3 separate regions of the Gossypium arboreum genome follow, and all the other regions are linked to region 2. The links are chromatin contacts, called in public Hi-C maps. All regions are on one chromosome and are shown on one strand. Each heading gives the region's core, a stretch centred on a gene start, on an enhancer-like site or on the middle of the called end of the contact. The rest is flanking DNA. Distances are from core to core; before and after follow the strand shown.

The links. Hi-C and Micro-C count contacts between places; a contact is called where the count stands out from the background.
Region 1: a Hi-C map of leaf shows a contact between it and region 2, with 3 times the contacts expected there. The contact joins the promoter of LOC108463143 here to the promoter of LOC108450292 in region 2. A contact is called at or near these places in 2 of 5 Hi-C or Micro-C datasets (both in leaf).
Region 3: a Hi-C map of leaf shows a contact between it and region 2, with 4 times the contacts expected there. The contact joins the enhancer-like site here to the promoter of LOC108450292 in region 2. A contact is called at or near these places in 2 of 5 Hi-C or Micro-C datasets (both in leaf).

The regions. Positions count from the first base shown.
Region 1 is chr2:82,777,141-82,780,397 of ASM2569848v2, reverse strand. LOC108463143 (ubiquitin-conjugating enzyme E2 variant 1A-like) reads left to right here and starts at 1,432. Exons shown (of 5, transcript XM_017763092.2): 1 at 1,432-1,733. The coding sequence starts at 1,706.
Region 2 is chr2:81,862,442-81,865,690 of ASM2569848v2, reverse strand. It overlaps LOC108450292 (plasmodesmata-located protein 6-like), which reads left to right and starts at 1,803. Exons shown (of 4, transcript XM_017747851.2): 1 at 1,803-2,756. The coding sequence starts at 2,024.
Region 3 is chr2:82,467,985-82,471,309 of ASM2569848v2, reverse strand. No RefSeq gene overlaps it. Among protein-coding and RNA genes, the nearest start is that of LOC108466493, 61 kb to the left of the region's middle. Within about 2 kb of position 1,754, at least 1 of the 2 cell types and tissues checked has an H3K27ac peak or open chromatin away from gene starts, as enhancers often do. A contact at or near this core is called in leaf, where this site is marked.

The DNA.
Region 1 (3,257 bases), core at 183-2,682, 920 kb before region 2:
TGTTATAAGTGAGATGACGTAAGTCTACGTTGAGAGGGACGATGTTAGGACTATCCCTAAAAGTGAAATATCAGGTTATTGTGCATAAAGAGCAAGATTGGCGATGTATTCCAAGACTGAATTATTACTTAGAAGTCCCTATTTGGGGCATCTGTATTGTATTAGAGTTTCAAATTAAATATTGTTGTATTTTAATTACCACGTGATGTAATTATATTTACTTGTACATGTTTATCTATTCAAATTAGAAATTTTGTAATTAAGTAAGACCTAAGTGACCGTAATTTGCAAAAGTAGATTGAGTTTTTATTTGTATTAACGTGATAATACCTAAGATCCGGATCCAACCAATCAAATCGAGTCGAGAGTGTTACAATGTTAGTATAAATGACTTAATTTATTAGTAGTTAAAGTTGAATATGTAACTTGATTAAATTAAATATTTATGACTTATCTATCTATAATACATAAAAGTATGAACTTTAAGTAACTTTTGATTAGTAGTTAAAGTTGAATTTTTCAAGTCATCAAAATTTATATTAAGTACTAAATTTTTAACTAAAAATTAAAGTTTATGAAAATTTTTTAAAAAAATTTAAAGTTTAGTGGTAAAATTCAATCACACTAATAATTGAATGGTAAATTTATACAATTTCAAAATATAACTGCAAAAATTAAAGAAAACAAAATATAGCCTATTATATATAAGTGCTTTCATTGAAAATGTAAAATCGTTAAAAGATGATTTCCAACCCGTTTGTTCTCCCACACAAGGGAGAGGAACGACCAAGCGCATGTTTTAGCGATGGGAGGATTAAAATTAAGGGAGCAAGCTTACCTGGTAGGGGAAGTGCCGGAGTTCGCCGTGGGAAAAATGGAGGAGGAGAGAAGATCGGACGGCCAACGAGGCTAACTGACTCAAGAAATGGCCAAAAGGGTCCACTCCGAGGAATGGCAATAGATCTTTTGAGAGGAAAAAGGAAACAGAAGGGTGAAATTTTGGAAGAGTGAGAAGAGGCTCCCCTCTGATCAACTGGGTTGCAATCTGGGGAGGATGAAGGTCCTAACAAAGCCAACGATCCACTTTTATTTCCACTTCGTTTATTTTATTGTTTATTTGCTATTTTTTTGTTATCTTGCTGTTGCTTAGTTATTTTCAAACTAGGGTTATAAACTTCAATTCCTTTATAATTAATGAATCCAGTTACTTACGTTAAAACAAAAATAAAGTATAATGTCAAACAATTTTTTAATATGTGTGGAACTTATAAAATTTAATAATAAAATTTATCTTTTAACTTTTGCAATTTATCAAACAAAATTTTTTTATTAAACAGAAAATAAAAATAAAATTTTAAAAAGAACACTTAAAATAAAACATAACAGAGTTACAGATAATTAAATAATTTTTATTCACTGTAAATAAGAAAAGGCTTCTACTTTTTATATTTAATTGCTTTCTCCTAACAACCTTGCCTTGCCTGACCGCGATAAACAGCAGTAGTGGACCACTTATCGTCAGTTTTGAACAGTGGTTGTTGATTTTTTCGATTTTAGATTCCAAACTTTCTCTTGTAATATTTCTCTTTCTACATCTTTCTTTCTATTTTTTTTGGGTGGGGGTTTGATTCTCTCTTTTGAATCAAAGAAACCATAACTGTTTGTTCTTTTTTCTCCCTTTGAATTGAAACGATTGAAAGAAGAAATGGGTTCAGAAGGATCATGTGTTGTTGGTAAGTTTTCGATTTTCAAAGCCCCAGATTTGTCGCTTTTGTTACTCAAAGTTCCCATTTTTATTTGTTATACGTGAAATTTTGTTATCATTCCGTTGTTGATGGAGCTTCGAAAGTATATGCATCTTGTGTATTTTGGGTGTGATATCCCTTGGATTTGGTACAAAATAGGGTTTAGTTTTGATATTGGTGTTCTTTTGTTTAGTCTAAAGTACTTGTTTTCATATATGCTTGAGAGTGGATTTTCAATATTTTTATAATATTAATGGGTTTAATTCCCGGTTTCAGTTTGGGCTTTAATAATAGAGATATTTATGGTTATGAATTTGTAGCCTTGTATTTGGTTAATCTGTTATTGTAGGAATAAATGAATGAAGCCAGTTTTTCTATTTCTTTGAGTTCTTGTCCTTTTCCTTGGTATTGGACCGGTAATGGATAAAGCCCTTATTCGAATTTGCATTAAGGTAGTTCTGTTATTTTTAATCTGTTTTTCTTCACTTTCTGTTCTGAGGTACTCTTTTGAGTTTAATTATTTATACTTATAAGTGTAACGGAGCCATTGCATTATATTATTACTAATTACATCTGGCAACATTTGTTTAATGTACCTTTTCAAGTAAAGAATATTAATGCTGACTGGCTACATTCAGAAAGAAGAAGAAATAACCTTTAAAATGGTATCCATCTCTTCTAATTTTTTCCATGCCTAGGGCTTGTAGCCTATGACAACTCTAAATAATGCTAAAATGGCCGTTTGACTATGATGCATGGGCTGTGCTAGCTCTGACGTTACTTTTTCTTAACTCATTTCACATGTCAAGACCATTGATCCACTTCTGAAGGAATCTGTTGAGATTAATTAATAGCACTTGTGACATGGGACGCATATGCAACTGTAAATGGAGTGCTAGCAAGCTTGTAATGGAATGGCAATGATTTGTTTAAGCTGAAAGAAGACAACGACCTGTAGAATCCATCATAATATCCTCGAGTCAATGGTTGTCCAAATCATGACTGCTGACGTTGAGGCTTCGAGAACTCATCTTGGCGAGCATGTGATGGATAATCAAGACAAGAGACACAAAGCGGATCAGAATGTTTTTTATACAATTTTTCTGTCCTTGAAACCTGTGATTTCCTAATCTTTGGTTTGTGATGATGAAATGCGACTGTATATTTCAGGACTAGTTGTATCTGCATTCTAATTGATTGATGAAATTCTGGTCAAGCATGCAATGAATGAACAAATGAAATAAGTGCAAATCAGGATGCTAGTTTGTGTGGTCGAGTATACAGTGTATGAAAATAAATGCATATAATAATCCCAATTAAACTAGCCAATCCTTTTGCATTAGGCTTCAACTTCAAACAAGTAAAAGATGTTATGACAATCGGATTGGACGATGCTTTCCGGTTAGTATTAGGATAGATGACTTTTTTTTATCTGGGATACTCATAATTTCTTGCTCGACTTCATAGCTTTTTAGGTCTGAAGACCATTTGCATGCAGGCATGTATATTGAA
Region 2 (3,249 bases), core at 554-3,053:
GAAAATAAAAGTGGGGTATCCTTGTAAATATATTGGGACAAGACAGGGGAAGATGGGCTTTACCTAAATTGTAATTTTAATGAAAAAACTAACTAATCCGACCTGAAAGCATTTGAAAAAAAAAAATCTCTATAGGGACGGGACAGGTTGAAATCCAATGGTTGTGAGATTTTTTTAACATCCTACATACTAGGTAAAAAGTAAATTCATAAATAATAAGATATTTTAATATAAAAAATATGTTCGTAGATGGTTACATTTAAGATAATTTATAATACGAAATTTGAGATATTCAGATAGGGTTCCGGAATCTCATGATTGAAAGTCTATTATTAATACAGATGAGGAAAGAGGCTACGGTGGTGCCCGGAATTAAGAAACCTTGTTGGAAGCAGTTGGGAAACAGTGCTTGCAGATTTTATGGCATAGCTAAATGAAAAATGATTATGATTATGATTGTAATAGCTAAGGCTGTTTAAGCCTCGTTATTTTACCAATAAAAAGAAAATCCTTTGGATAAATATATTTTTATTTACTATAAATATTTTTTTAGCCGTACAAACTTAGGTACCCATCTCACCCCACACCTCATCTTCTAATTAAAACTTTCTACAAATTGCAAATTTTTTTCTCCTACGATACTTGATTTCTAGAAGTAGCTAGAAAAATCCCTTTTCGTATCTTTGATCATTAAATCAACTAAAATAATAATATTAATACTTGTACCTATCACTTTCTATTGCAATCTCCTCCCTCTAACCATCCAAAATCTTGCTCCGCGCACTAACCCCATATTAAAGGCCTCATGTGATACGTATATAAAAACTATACTGAATAAATATATTTCCAATCTCACTAAACTAAACTGATAGCACACCGAACCAAATGATTTTTGTAAATGAAAGATGGAATTGATTTTGATGGATGAATTATAATGTAGGAGCCCCGGACCATCTTTGATGTAATACGGGCCAACCGTTACCGGTCCCTCAACCACAACCACATCTGACTTTTAACCTCACCATCACTCAAAACCCTATACTATATTACTTCTTTTCTCAATCCCCACCGCTCCTCATCTCTCACTAATGTCATTTTCCAACTAATTAAATACCAAAAATATTCATTCATGCAATTAATTCTTAGTAATATTATTACTATATGATGACTTGTCACGTTTTTCAAATTTTAATTTACATGGGTATCGAAAATTTTCAGTTGCAATAATTTATCACTTATTATTGTTATGCTTAATGCAGTCAAATTATTGTTTTGGATTTAATTGGTCAAATCTTCAATTTAACACTACTGAAATAAAAAATATATTTAATTCAACTCTGGATTATATATCATTAGTTAAATGATTCATTTTATTAAATTTTTATTTAAACAACCAATTATGGAAACACTAAATATAATAATAAATCAATAATATTTTCTACAACTTTTAAAGGAAAAAGAAAAAAAAATTGTCTTGAACCCCTAATGTCCGAAAGGTACAATGGGTCGAACAAATTCTCCCATTTCGATATAATTTCTCCTAACATTTTTTTTTTTACATTACTCCTCATTAATCAACTCAAAAAGTATCCATAGTAAATCCCTCATTAATCAACTCAAAAAGTATCCATAGTAAATCATTCTTAAAATGTTAATAATACTAGAAATGATTTGTCGCAAACTTTTTAACACGATACCAAAACCCTTTTATCTACTTTAGTAATTAAAAAAAAAAAAGTGTCCGCATTCTTCGATTAGTTAAAGCAGTTGGTAAAAACATGATTTAATAATCATTATAAAAACCACATATGAGAAAAAAATCATATATGGAAATTCATGTGAAAATACGAAGCTAGTTTCCTCCTTACGTAAATTCCCCTCAAAGCAACAATCCTCTCCTTTTCTCTCACACAAAACAGTGTCATCCATCAGTTTTTAATGCTTTGATAGCCTCTTCTTTAAGCCATCCTTCACTCCCCTTTCTATATTCTTTTTCAAACCCTTCTTTTTCTCACACACCCCCATGGCTTTAGCTACGAAAATAACGTCGCTGTTTCTTCTTCTTCTCGCTGTATGGTGTTTCTTTATAACACCATCAGATTCAGCCACCGATTCCTTCGTTTTCGGTGGCTGTTCGCAGCTTAAATACACGTCTGGCTCACCTTATGAGTCCAACGTCAACTCCATACTCACTTCCCTGGTCAACTCAGCCATGTACACCTCTTACAGTAACTTTACCCTTCCAGGAGCCAGCAATCAGGACACTGTCTACGGCCTATTCCAGTGCCGTGGTAACCTCAACAGCGGTGATTGTGGCCGCTGTGTGGCGAAAGCCGTCAGTCAACTCGGCACTCTTTGCCTTGACTCTACGGGTGGCGTGTTGCAACTCGAAGGGTGTTTCGTTAAATATGATAACACGACTTTCCTGGGGGTGGAGGACAAGACGGTGGTGGTGAAAAAATGTGGGCCGTCGATTTCGTCTTACTCGGAAGCATTGGGTCGGCGTGATGCGGTGTTGGGTTACTTGGGAGCAAGTGATGGTACCTACAAGCCGTTTCGGGTAAGCGGTTCAGGGGATGTACAAGGTGTAGCTCAGTGTGTAGGGGATTTGAGTCCGAGCGAGTGCCAAGATTGCTTATCAGACGCGATCGGAAGGCTCAAAACCGACTGTGGGGCTGCCAAATGGGGTGACATGTACTTAGCCAAGTGCTACGCGCGGTACTCAGAAGGTGGAGACCACTCCCACGGCCAAAAAGGTGAGCAGTAAGCTCCATCACCAATCTCCCGCCCCCTTTGGTGGTGGTGTTGGCGGTGGTTAATATTTTGTGTGATTTGCAAAATTATTCAAAATATTGTAAATTGTAAACTTTGTTTTTCTCTCTTGTGTGAGATAGAGGTTATGTGTTTCTTTTCTAATTTTCATGTCAAATATTTTTTTACCAAAAACTTAAAAGTAACTTTATGGTTAAAATTTTCATTAGTTCATATAGTATTCAAAAATTTAAAATTTAGTCCCTATATATATATTTTAGGAGTTTATTTTTTCTTTTAGATTTAAAAATTAAATCCAACTATTAAAACTATTATTTTTATTAAATTCTGATTAATTACATTATTTTTTAATTATATTATTATCAAACAAGTATTTTATAATTTTAAAATGTCTCACAAATAAAATTAATCAAAAATTTAATAGTATTAGTTAGATCTAAATTTTAAATCTAAAGATTATAAATACTAAATTCCTAT
Region 3 (3,325 bases), core at 505-3,004, 610 kb before region 2:
TTATACTAATACTAATACTGATAATTATATTATATTATATTATATTTATATGTTATTATATTATATAAATAGATGAATAAAGAATGTCATAGTCTTGACTTAAATGAAGTGATGATTAAAACTCTTGTCCGATATTCCTTTGGTATATATTTAAATTGTATTGTCCTCATCTTCTACCCTTAATATTATGTCAAAAATAAGTACATACTCTAATTACAATTTCTAATTAGCAGTGACTCCGTCCCTTCAATTTTGTTAATTTTCATTTAAGTCCTTTAAGTTTGTAAAACTTTTATTTTTATCTTATAATTAGTGCTTAAGATTAGGATAAAGTTTTGTTTTCTAAAGATTTTTTTCAATTTTATTTCGTTTATAGAATTTATAATTTTTATGATAAATTTAGAAACATTTTTAGTTTAAATTGATAAATTAATACAAAATAGTATTTAAATATTAATTTGGTAAAAATAAAATTAAATAATTTCAATATCTAAGTATGAATAGTATATAAATAGTAACTAAATAAAAAATAAACTTAAATAATTACAATATCTAATTGAGCAATAAACTTATTTTGTTTTTTCTAAATTTTGGAGATTATGATTATACCAATTTTAAAAATACATTGTTGAAATTAGGTCTAGCCCGTCATCTCGAAATTAAAAATAGTTTATTAAAAGGGGTTGGGCATACTTTGAACATGTTTGTTTTATTTAAATACCCATCCTCCCCCATCAATATTTCTGGCTTCACCCTTGATTGCCATGACCTAATTTAGCTCACGGGGCATGAGCCATGTCGTGAATACATAAGTTGGAATTATTCTCTTTGGTGTTCACAACTTTCTTAAAATTTTACCATCTTAATGTGTTTTCATATATTTGAACCCACATCATAACACAAACTAATTAGTACTCATATCTGTAGATTACATTCAATTGTATGTTATGACATGTGAATATCTAAAAATAATAATTCTAACATATCTACTCACAGCACGACCCATACCTCACTAGTTGGATCGTATGTAGGGCCGAAGTCAAAATTTTTTTAGGAGGGTCGAAATTAGGTTATAATTTTTACGATAGTAAAAATATAATTTCACCATTTTAATAAGCTATATCTTTATAATTTTTAAAAATAATAAATCAAATTTTTATCTTTTTTAAAAAGGCTAAAAGTACAATTTTATCTTTACTAATTTAAAATTTTAAAAAATTTAAAAGATTTAAATTAAAATTTTTCTGTTTTAGGAGGGTCGTCCCCTATCAGCCACTAGCTACGCACCCAATTGTATGGCCACAAATATTGTATTGACCAAAGTTCATTTTTTTAAAAAAATGCAATAATGACAGTTAAAACATTTTGGAAAGTTGTCTCTGAAATTTTCATTTCGAAGTGAAGAAAAAAAGCATAAAAATTGCAGCTTAAGAAATGAGAGACAGAGACTTCAATCATAATTGATAACTTATCCTCTTCTCATCAAACCTAATAATTTGGTTCCAAAAGAGATCCATGCATGATTGGCAACAACAATGAAGTGAGGCAAGGGACAATATAACCGTGGCACAAATGCAGTTATGTATTTATAAAACAAAGGGTATATTATGGTTTAGTATTATTAATTGCCAGCTCCAAAGTCGAGAGACATTGCATGATCTAACCCAAAATCAAAGGGTATTATAGAAAGGGCAATTGGGGGGGGGGGGGTGATGCAACTGCTCTTAAATCTTATCTAATATAGCAAAATGACAACAGTTTGGTCGGAGGTTAAACCATAGACCTAAAAGTGCTGTGGGCACCTAATAAAAGCAATGACAAATCATTCATCGCTTTGATAAATGTACATATATGGACATTTGATTTAATTATTGAATGTGACCTTCCCTTTCCTTCATCTCTCCATCGTTTCCCTTTCCTGCCCTCCATTATTTTGCTTTGATGGAACTTCCCATTCTTGCTCCTCCACAATCCTTGACCAACCATACTCCTCATTGCCAAATTCTGACTTAAATGTCCGGTCCATATCGAAATTGCAATAAAAACAAGAAATTGCATGACTATGTTACCATGTTTAAGTCATAAATTTTTAAGGAAATGAAAAAAGGAATTTTGAGGAAGTTTTAATTGAATTAGTCTAAAATTATTTTTTTATTAGGAGTAGAGATAAGATAACACGTGTTGAACTCACCCCAAATAAATTATCTGATGAAAGTTTTAATTATTGTTCCATTTAAATCAAAACAAGCTAAAATCATTTACATAGATATAGATATCTATTCTGTTGATAGCTTAAATCCTATAAGGAGGTTGACGTTACTTGATTTGTGGGTGCTGCATGCATCATTAATGACTTCCTCGCTTGATCAATTTCTACGCAATGAAAAACCCGAGAGGTCTATCATTAATTCTAAGAAAAACATTGACCTTTCATGACAATGAACGAAAGACTTAGAAAATAATACTGGCATTTTGAAGCAACTATAAGTTTTTTTAATGAAATATAAGAAAATACGGGAAAAGGAAGCTTCTTGGTATTGACATGTTATGGTCATTTTCATGAGAACATAATTAAACTTTGTTAAAACTACAGAAATCAACTTAAATTTTATGTAATTCCAGAGTAAAAGGTTGAGAAGAAAATAGTGAATTACTGGAAAGAAATTTCCTTTTAAAATGTAGTACTAGTATATATTAAAAAGTTACATCACTTTCTCCCAAACATTTCCTTTTAATTATATAAATCTGAAATAAATAGTGATCATTCACAAATGTGGATTATAGGAAAGAATTGGATATTTTGTTAGAGAAATAATATTTGTTGATTCATGCATCATTAATGAATAATAATATAACATCTTATTATTGACTAAAATAAAAATAATAGAGAATTTAAAATAAATAATAATTTTATTTAAAACATAATTGACTATTTTATTTATAATAATTATAAATAAATACTAATAACTCTCGATTTTAGGATTTAACGTCTTAAGTTTAGACTTTAATATCATGTTTAAGGTTGAGGGTCTCAAATTTAGATTTTTGTGTCATTTTAATCATAAAATGATTCAGCATCAAATATTCTCTCTTTATTAAAAGGGAAAAGGAAACTTTGGATTACAAACTTTTACTAATTATAAAATATCTGGACAAGTTAAATATATATATATATATATATAAAATTTATGATGTCACTTAACACCCCTCACCCGTATTCAACGTTGGAATAGGGTTACAGAGCATTACTGAACTTATCACACAATTAAAGATAGATTTCACATACAATTTAATCAATTCAAATACAGTTCGATCACAACCAATC